Regions from separate parts of the Mus musculus genome. Here regions 2 and 3 are each linked to region 1. Evidence: chromatin contacts called from public HiChIP or PLAC-seq and promoter capture Hi-C data. All regions are on one chromosome and are shown on one strand. The core of a region is the stretch at or near the end of the contact, and the rest is flanking DNA. Distances in the headings are between cores, read along the strand shown.

Evidence for each region. Promoter capture Hi-C pulls out the DNA fragments that hold promoters and counts their contacts. HiChIP or PLAC-seq counts read pairs in DNA pulled down with a chosen protein or histone mark.
Region 2: a contact with region 1 is called in a promoter capture Hi-C map of liver, with 5 times the contacts expected there. The contact joins the promoter of Vmo1 here to the promoter of Hes7 in region 1. A contact is called at or near these places in 2 of 39 promoter capture datasets (both in liver) and 1 of 9 other capture datasets (liver).
Region 3: an HNF4G HiChIP or PLAC-seq map of pancreatic cancer cells shows a contact between it and region 1. The contact joins the promoter of Slc16a11 here to the promoter of Hes7 in region 1. A contact is called at or near these places in 5 of 39 promoter capture datasets (fetal liver, hematopoietic stem and progenitor cells, liver and 1 more), 3 of 115 datasets of contacts at active chromatin or transcription factors (cardiomyocytes, large pre-B cells and pancreatic cancer cells) and 2 of 9 other capture datasets (adipose tissue and liver).

What each region holds. Positions count from the first base shown.
Region 1 is chr11:69,118,862-69,121,960 of GRCm38.p6, forward strand. Hes7 (hes family bHLH transcription factor 7) reads left to right here and starts at 1,592. Exons shown (of 4, transcript NM_033041.4): 1 at 1,592-1,654; 2 at 2,649-2,744. The coding sequence starts at 1,613. It overlaps n-TGgcc5 (a tRNA gene), which reads right to left and starts at 3; the gene lies at 1-3. It also overlaps 9130213A22Rik.
Region 2 is chr11:70,513,150-70,516,248 of GRCm38.p6, forward strand. It overlaps Vmo1 (vitelline membrane outer layer 1 homolog (chicken)), which reads right to left and starts at 1,467. Exons shown (of 3, transcript NM_001013607.1): 1 at 1,262-1,467; 2 at 1,032-1,147; 3 at 367-716. The coding sequence starts at 1,453. The coding sequence ends at 419.
Region 3 is chr11:70,212,269-70,215,367 of GRCm38.p6, forward strand. It overlaps Slc16a11 (solute carrier family 16 (monocarboxylic acid transporters), member 11), which reads left to right and starts at 1,642. Exons shown (of 5, transcript NM_153081.3): 1 at 1,642-1,996; 2 at 2,234-2,444; 3 at 2,687-2,830; 4 at 3,016-3,099. The coding sequence starts at 2,243.

The sequences.
Region 1 (3,099 bases), core at 342-2,841:
TGCAGACAAGGAGAGAGGTCATAATAAGCCTATGTGAACTTCTCAGAGGCAGATCCAATCCTACTTCTAGGTGTGGGAAAAGGTTGTAGAGAATCATTGAGGTGGGTGGAGCGTCAGGCCATTTTTTTCTCTCCGTTGGATCCGGCCACCGGGCCATAAAGTCATTCCATATGGCCAGGGGCGGCCCCACACCCGGGTGCAAACTGCCTCAGGCCCCGAGCCTCACGTGCAGGTGAGAAAAACTCAACCCCAATCCTGGTTCCCAAGGAGGGGGGCGGTGGGGCCTGCTGGGACCACACATCTGTGCTTCCATTTGGCTGAAGTAGGGGAAGGTGGGATGTACTGAGGGCCCTAACCCCAAATGGGTGCCTCCTTTCTCAAGTACCGGGCCCCTCCTGCTCTGCCTTTGGCAAGGCAGCCTCTTGCCAGAAAACCCTCTCAGGATGTGGAGGGCCTCTGGGAAGGGGTTCCACTTTGTCTCTGACTCCACAGCTATCTTCTGGCTCGGTTTGTAGCCCTGTCTTTATTATGTCCTTTCCCCAGGCCTTCTTGTCGTGTTAAATTTCGATTTTACCTTCTCAGGCACTTCGCCCTGAAGTCTCCAGGTGTTGACATATCCATCCTTCTGAGAGGTCATGCTCTTTGTTTGAGGTGGGTGAAGATCCCATTTTGCAACCAAACCTTTCTTGTCCCTTTAGCAAATCTCACGTCTCCCTGCTCCCCTACAGTCCCTAGAGGCCTCCAGAGCGCCCACCAACTGGTGCACTCTATGTTTTCCTGCCAGCTGTACTCCTGAATTTAGTTTTAAACCAAGTTCTTGTAAACGGAAAGGTATCGCTTCTCGGCCTCTTGGCTAACTAAGATCAAGGGTAGTGAATGGAAAGATTTCTTCACTCACGTATACTTCAAGGATTTTTTTCCCCCTAGAAGTTTCCTTTGTCCTCCCTTAGTCCAGCCATCCTTAGGAAAATCTGTTCCCGGGGACTCAAGTCACAGTATCTATAGAGTCAGTTTGGCGGCAGATTCTCCTTATTACTACGTCTGCAGGGATAAGTACTGGAGTTATTGTGGGAATTGAGTAGAAGAGACAGATACAACGGCGCCGTCTTTTCCCACAGCCAGCCAGTAGAATCCGGTAGATCTGCTCTGCACCTTTAGGGGTTGGGAGAAGATTATAATATTCAGCCTGGAGGCAGAAGCATGCCAACATTTATTTCAGGGTTGGTGGGGCTATAGTGAACCTCCAAGAAATCTACTAGTCTAGGAGACCCCCAAATTTCATGCCTAAGTGATTTCTTCCCAGTTCACTTAGACTCTCTTCCCCTAATAATCTCCTCCCTCCAGTTGGGTCCCGCCTTATTATACAGCTTTATGGTCCTTAAACCAGCCTGTGGCCCCTTCCTCCCCTCACTTCCCACATTTGGGGCTAGTTCCTCCCCTTCCCCTCCCCCTTCACTCCCTGCCTTTCCGGGAGCCTCGTGCCGGGGTCCTTGAGCTGGGCATCTAGGGGCTGAAGGGGGCGGGGCCGGGCCCTAGCCCTCCTACCCTGCAGCGGCGGGATATAAGGATCTAGGCAGCACGCGCTGAGTCCACCGAAGGGTCCGGAGGAGCAATGGTCACCCGGGAGCGAGCTGAGAATAGGGACGGCCCCAAGGTGAGAGGTGGGAAGGGAGGGAAATAGGGTCCCTGTTCAGGCCAGAGGACTTAAAGGTTCTAACTCTGTGGGCTAGGAATGAGGATGGAGACACAAGAGTGAAAAGACCGAAAGAACCTGTAAAGTATAAAGAGGGCAGGGTCAGAGCCCAACTTGCGCGGGCTGCGGAAGCGGAGGTCTAGGGGTTTGCATTATTGTGGGCTAAGGCTTGTGGCTAGGAAAGTGCCAGAATTTGGGCATCGTGGCCTATTCTAGGGCTCGGGAAGCTGGGGCAGGTGGATTATCGCAAGTTCGAGGCCACAGAGTGCACCCCTACCGAAAAAACAAACAAACAAACAAACAAAAACCAAACCAAAATAAAACAAACAAACAAAACCCCACGAAGCTATACTATAACATGAGATAAGCTAGAGGCCATAGCTGGTGGAGGAGGGTGGAAACAAAAATAGAGGAAAGGCTATGGACGCTGTCTGTAAGCGCCTGGGAACCCACATCTGACTCAAAGAGAAGACCTTTGAGTCGTTGGTTCCGGAGGTGCGAGGCCAGGTGAGAGATATTAGGAGAACGAGTGAAGGGTTTGAGTGAGAAGAGGAGGTGTGGTCGCACTGTGTGTCTGCCTTTCACCTTAGGTCTCTATCGCGCGGCTCACTAGCCTGGGGGCAAAGAGTGGCCCTAAAGTTCTTCAGTGATACACTGAGAGGGAGACGACACAAGATAGAGATATAAAGAGAAAAGAAGAGTGCCATAGAGGGGAGAAGAGAGGAGAAAGCTGAACACAGAAAGGGCAGGGAGAAGTGGGCGAGCCACGGAAAGCGACCCAAGGGACTGGGAAGTAGCAGGGAGTGAGAGGGAAACGAATGGACCAGACCCAAGCAGCCTGGGATTAGGGGAAAGGGGCGCATGGGGGGTTTTCCCAGCGGCAGGATCGGACGCTTGCGCGGCGGCGCTGAGTCTCGGTCCGGTCGGCCCGCTCTTCCTTTCCCGCTGGTCACAGATGCTGAAGCCGTTGGTGGAGAAGCGGCGCCGGGACCGCATCAACCGCAGCCTAGAAGAGCTGAGGCTGCTGCTCCTGGAGAGGACCAGGGACCAGGTCAGTTCCACCGCTGGCCCCAGGCCCCTAAGCATTCTGTACCTGTGTCCCAGAGCTTTCTACTGGGGTGGGGACATAAGCTGGAGTGGTGACTCTGGACCCAAGCCTGCTCCTTGAAATCCCATCCCAGACCCCCTCTCGCTCTCAGAACTTGCTCTTCTCCACCTTGCTGGTCTGTAAGTTTCCAGTCTGGCTCGGTAAACTGAGCTTCCAGCCTGCGTCAGTTTCCCACTTGGGGTTTTCTAAAATTCCTTATCTACCTCCCACGCCTGATCAATGGGCTTCAGTTCTGCGGTGGTTTTCACCATCCGGGTTGCTGTTTCGTACACCTCTCATATTGGGAACTGGTTCCACT
Region 2 (3,099 bases), core at 217-2,716, 1.4 Mb after region 1:
CCAGATGCACACCCCATCTGACCGACTCAAACCTGGGGACTTCCAAACCAGGTTTTACCAGTAGATTCGATCTACTCATCCAGTCTCTCTGAGTACAGGGGTCAGGAGTGGACAAAACTTCCACCCCCACTCCTTAATCTGAAGTCACTGATGGTACGGAAGGGAGACAAGTTGGGCTCTTAAAGGGGACATATTATCTGCAGATGTCCTCAGAGAGTCAAGGCCCGAAAATTCATGTGTTCAAGTTCTTTGTTCTAAACTATGTGACCTACAACCCCTGAATCCGGCCTTGAGCCATGCTGGGTCAAGAAAGCAGAGGCAAGGAGGCAGGCAGCTTATTGTCTCTTAATCAAGGGGACAGCAACGCCAAGGCCAAGAAGCTTTAATGGTAAAAGACAGTACTGGCAGAGCGACCGCATCAGCTGGCACAGCAGAATATTCTGATGTCATTAAGTGCAGTGTCATCTCGGAGGCCTCTTGGCTTCTGGATTTTGGTCTGCAAGCCACAGACACCTTTGGGACATGAGTTGCTCCACTCTCCGTAGTCTCCCCAGTTCAGCCCAGGCCCCTCCAGCTCCACGCCGTCTGAGCAACGGAAGCGCACGTTGTTCACTCCAGTGTTGTCCCCTGGGAATGTAAATGGCTCCACCCGGAGGCAGAAAGCCACTAAGAAGCTAGTGCCAGGACACCACAGAGGCTCACTCCATGAACCCCAGCTGCAAGAGAAGGAGAGTTGTAATGGTTCTTCAAGCACGTCCTACCCACCCTGGGGACTTCCAAACCCAGCACTGCCAATAAAGGATGGGCTAGATCTAATCTCCTGTGTTTCCCTGAGTACACGGGTGGACTTCCACCCCACACCTCTATAACCTTAGTGGAGTTTATCTCAGGGAAGGGCACTAACAGAAGGGAAGGGGTATGTATACCTTTGTCCTAGGAGAGTGTCCTTCCCATTCAGGAGTGAACCCAGAGCTTTACAAACACTAGATAAATGCTTTCTACCCCGTTGGGTCTTTGGTCCCTAATCTCACCTTCCGGACTGGGACTCCACGACGTGGGTGTTTTTCTGTGAGTTCCCTCGAGTGCAGTGTAGCCGGATCCCATTCAGAGCTGTGTCATCTCCAGGAATGCCTTGAGGGGGCTCCACCTAGGTCAGGAGGGAAGCAGAAGTGAGGTCCACTGAGAGGATTCTCCTTCTCACGTTCAGCTCTGCAATCTGGCACATCTTTGCCCTTTCTAAGACCCAGGTCTGAACCTTCACCTTGACAGAGAACCCACTGGCAAAGTATCCATCAGGACACATCTCAGGCCAGGCCCAATCACCCCAGGTACCACCGTTGGTCACGTCAACGATCGATGCATAGCGTGGTTCTACGTGAACTTGAATCTGTGCATGTCCATAGCACATCACCCCCAGCAGCAGTAACAGCCTGGCTCCAGCCTGCAACTCCATCCTGCATGACCTATGAATCTGGTCACTTAGATGGATTTATATCAGTCCTGGCCCTATCAAGATTCAGGTTGCAGCTCTCTACCAGCCCTGTCCTTTCATGGCTCAGATTGCGGAAGAATGACCAGGATTAAGTGACATTCAAAACTAATCTGCTCCAGTCCAGGAACCCTGAAGATTTGCGGCCCCCAGGAGTTAGGGAAGGGAGGGCAGTAGAAGCCACTGAGTTTAAATTAGGGCCTACTGAATACTTAACACTAGCTCCAGGTATATTTCATGTAATCACCGCAATGATTGTAGAAGATAGAAATTATATTTCCTAGTTAGTAGATGAGAGAGCTGTAAGTAACTTGCCACCCCCACCCCTACCCCAGTAAACTGAGGGAAATCCCAGCACTGGCAATGGAAGCCAAGGCTGGAGACTGCAGTGATTCTAGGAAAATTTGCCAGGGATAGGATTAGGCAGGAGACAGTGTGAGGATGAGAGACAACCCTACAGGATGTAGAAAAGAATACTGTTAACATAGATCACGGCTGGGAAGGATAAGGGCTGGGAAAAGGTCTTCTTAAGGCTGTGGCTCTGATTCTTTGAGAATCTTGGACACCAGATACACCCAGAGAGACAGGATCTTCCTCTGGAACCCAGGTTGTCCTGAAATACTGTATGTGGCAGTCGTTTTGTTTTGTTTTGTTTTGTTTTATCAAGATAGAGTTTCTCTGTATTGTTGGGAGCGACCCTGTTTGAATGTTAACTGCCTTGTCAGCCATAAGTGCTTGCCGGCACAAAGTCTTGGCCTCTGTGGGAAAGTACTAGCCCAGCTGAGTACAAATAGACATAGATCCTGAAGTCAGTGGAAAACAAAGAGCTATAAATCTTGTGGATAGGTGCCTATTAACCCATTCTGTTCTGATCTTCTTGCTGAACTGTTTACCCAGTCAACATCCTGTTCCTGGGAATAGGTGCACTACTCAGAGACAAAGCGACCCCACTTCACCCCCTTCCTGCTCCTATGAGTATATAACCTGTGTGGGAAAAATAAAAATTTGTCAGCTTGTCTTGTTCTTTGTATCTCTTTGTCCCCCCATTCTCTTCCAGGTGCCTCTCAAGTGCCTGTTCGACTGTCCCTCGGGTCGGGACACTGTATAGCCCTGGCTGTCCTGGAACTTACTCTGTAGATCAGGCTGGCCTCGAACTCAGAAATCTGCCTGCCTCTGCCTCCTTAAGTGCTGGGATTAAAGGCATGAGACACCACTGCCTGGCGTTAGCAGTCTTACTTAGGGTTTCTATTGCCACAGTGAAACACCATGACCAAAAGCAAGCTGGGGAAGAAAGGGTTTATTTGGCTTACATTCCCACTGTAGGAACTCTAGCATGGCAGGAACCTGGAGGCAAAAGCTGATGAAAGGCCATGGAGGGGTGCTGCTTACTGGCTTGCTCCTCATGGCTTATTCAGCCTGCTTTTTTATAGAGCCCAGGACCACCCACAACAGACTGGGCTCTCCCCCATCAATCGCTAACTAAGAAAATGCAGGCTTGCCTGCAGCCATATCTTATGGCACTTTTTCTTTTTAAAGATTTATTTATTATTATATCTAAGTACACTGTAGCTGTGTCTTCAGATGCACCAAAAGAGGGCGTTAGATCTCAT
Region 3 (3,099 bases), core at 392-2,891, 1.1 Mb after region 1:
ATACGCCATGACGAATTTAATCCTTACAACAACCCTATCAGGTAACTGTTATTATAACCATTTGAAAAACAAGGAAGCAGATCCTCGTTTGCACTCAGATAGCGAAGCGAGAGTCAAGCTTAGTAAGTCTTCTTGGGGTTCTAGGTAGGGGGTCCACTTTTCCAATGTTCATTAACTCCATGGACAACACACATTGGCTCTGGCTATGAGCATGAGGAAGACGAGGAACATGCCCTTTCACAACCAATCACCCTAGGCTCCGGATTTTGCATTCTGCCAAAGTACACAGCATTATTTGGTACAACCCAGAAATAGTCTCCTCTCTGGCTGTATTTCTATTTCATCACGGAGAGAGCCATTCCTTTGGGCTGGCCGGGTTCCACTTACAGAGAGCAGACTTCTTACTGGCCTTCTCAAGAAACCAGCCAGCTGTTCCCTGCCTCCTTGGTGGCTGAGTACCTGCAGGCGCCACCACTCCGGTGGCTTTCACAGACAGCTCCTGGCTGGTGAATGCAGTGAGGCCACTTTCCTAAGGTGTCTGTGGCAGGGCCTCACACCTTCATGGTCTTCTGTTCTAGGACATTTCAGCAGAAAAACCATTTATGTGAAAACCCAGAACTGAGAAAAGGGTAGACTTACTGAGGAGGGAGGACGCTGATTCCCTGGGGTGGGAGTGTGGGATGGGAAGGTAGCCTGGCTCTCCTTTAATGGTTGTGAGGCCTTCCCCAAACACAGTGATGTGCTTCTGAAAGTCTGTCTACTCTCTTTAGTCTTCCAGTTTCACGACTTCTCAGCTACGTTTCTTCCCTTTCTAGGCTGATACTTTCTCATCAATTAGGAAACACCGCCATCCCGTGGCTACGGGTTGATATAAGCTCCAACCTGCAAATCGCTGAAATTTCAATGGCATTGTTTAATGATTAAACCAAATGAATCAAATGGCGGAAGTAAAGCAATAGTGACTGCTAAAGAAGGTTGCTCGTTAAAATCTTCAAGAAAAACACCTGGGTTTATTTCTCTGAATTCTTCCTTAAAAAAAAAAAAATCTTGCCCAAGCCTTTCAGCTATTCCCAGCCACCCTCACACTGTGGCTCTGCATGAATTCTGTCCTTTCCACTACAGTTCACATCAATCTGTCTCTCCAAGCTCTTTCCCTCAACTGTCCCCAATCTCTGTGTCACTCCTAGGTCTGTTCTCCCTGTATCCTCCCACGATAGTATAAACCTAAGTTCAATTTTTTTTTTTTTTTTAGCTGAACGCTTTGGGGTGGGTTAGGGGTCAGCTATTACATTTGTAAAATGGGGATAGTGCCATCTTCATAGGGATATTGTAAGGATGAAATGGCCAAGTATGTAAAGACTGCCTGGAACATCACAGGTCTTGGTACCGAGAACTCGCCTTCCTTTCTAGTGAGGGCATGCTGGTGTTGTCCATTGGAGGCCAGTGATTTGAGTGATTTGATGTTGGAGCTTTACAGGATCCTCAACAACAAATCCGAGAATCCAAGAACTCATTTAGGTTTTGGAGACCACTGCTATTTTCATGCGTGGGCAGTTGGCCGGGCGAAGAGTGCAACCGGGCTCTTCTTGCGTGCGCAGCAGGTGCGTGGGTGTGAGCCCCGCGGCGTGAGAGGCGCGGGGAGAGGCGGGGCGCGGCCACCAGGTACGCTCACTCCTCGCGGTTCCCCAACCAGGGCTGGGGCTCGTGTGTGGATAATTCAATCCTCGTGGGACTCGGCGTCAGGCCTTAGCCAGGCCTGGGTGGATTGGCTGTCTCTCTTTCCCCCGCCCTCGGTATTCACCCCCACCCCCACCCCGTGTCCCAGGTGGCTTGGGCCCCTGTGGTGATCTCTGTTTACTGGAGAGAGCGGTCCAAGTTGGGCTCCATCTCTGTGCTGGCTAGCTGCTCCGCAGAACCCTTTCTGCGGAAAGCGCGGAGAAAATCCGGCCGAACCCACCTTCGCCCTTTCCCTACCCCCAACGCCGGGAGAGGTCGGGTAAGAGAAAGAGGGTTTGGGAAGGATGAGCCCCTGGCCTGGGGGATCCTGCTGCCCCTCCATCCCAGGACCTCACGCGCACCTAGGACTTCTATCCCTAGGCCTGGTTCCCGCGCCCATGCTCCGGGCGACGTGCCCTCCCTGGGCGAGCAGCCCGAGGCTGGATCTCAGGGACGTCAGCTCCCTAGCGGAGGCCCAGGCGTGGAGACTTCATTCACAGGTGTTTCCCCACCCCAGCAGACGGCGATGACCCCCAAGCCGGCCGGACCCCCGGACGGGGGCTGGGGCTGGGTGGTGGCGGCCGCAGCATTCGCCGTGAACGGGCTCTCCTACGGGCTCTTACGCTCCCTGGGCCTTGCCCTCCCCGACCTCGCGGAGCACTTTGAACGAAGCGCCCAGGACACTGCGTGGGTCAGCGCCCTGGCCTTGGCCGTGCAGCAGGCAGCCAGTGAGGGGGGCCCCCCGAGGTGGGAGGCGGGCACCGGGTGGAGAGGCCGTGGATGTAGTGATGGGAGACAGCAGACTTGATTACCAGACAACCTGAGAGTTACTGGTGGAACCAAATTCTAGAAGAGTGGGTCTTGAGGTCAATGGGAGGAGTTACCAGGCCAGGCAAAACAGCCAATGAGAAATGTTTCGGATAGTTTGGGGGTCCCGGGGCATGTCTTCGTTGACTCCGCCCCCTTCTAGGCCCAGTGGGCAGCGCCCTGAGCACTCGCTGGGGGGCACGCCCCGTGGTGATGGTTGGGGGAGTCCTAACCTCGCTTGGCTTGGTCTTCTCGGCTTTCGCCCGAAGCCTCCTGCACCTCTACCTCGGCCTGGGCCTCCTCGCTGGTAAGAAGAGTGGGGTGGCTGTATGTTTAAGGGGTGATAATGGGGACAGGAACTTCTTATAGGATAGGGGACTGTACAAGGCGGTGTGTGTGTGTGTGTCCGCGTGAGCGTGCAGAGGAGAAGAGGGGCTAAAGAATGTTTGCAAAGCCATGCCTGTACCCTCATCCTGTCCTATCCATTTGCAGGCTCTGGCTGGGCCCTGGTGTTTGCCCCAGCCCTGGGTACCCTCTCTCGGTACTTCTCCCGCCGTCGGGTCTTGGCGGTAGGGT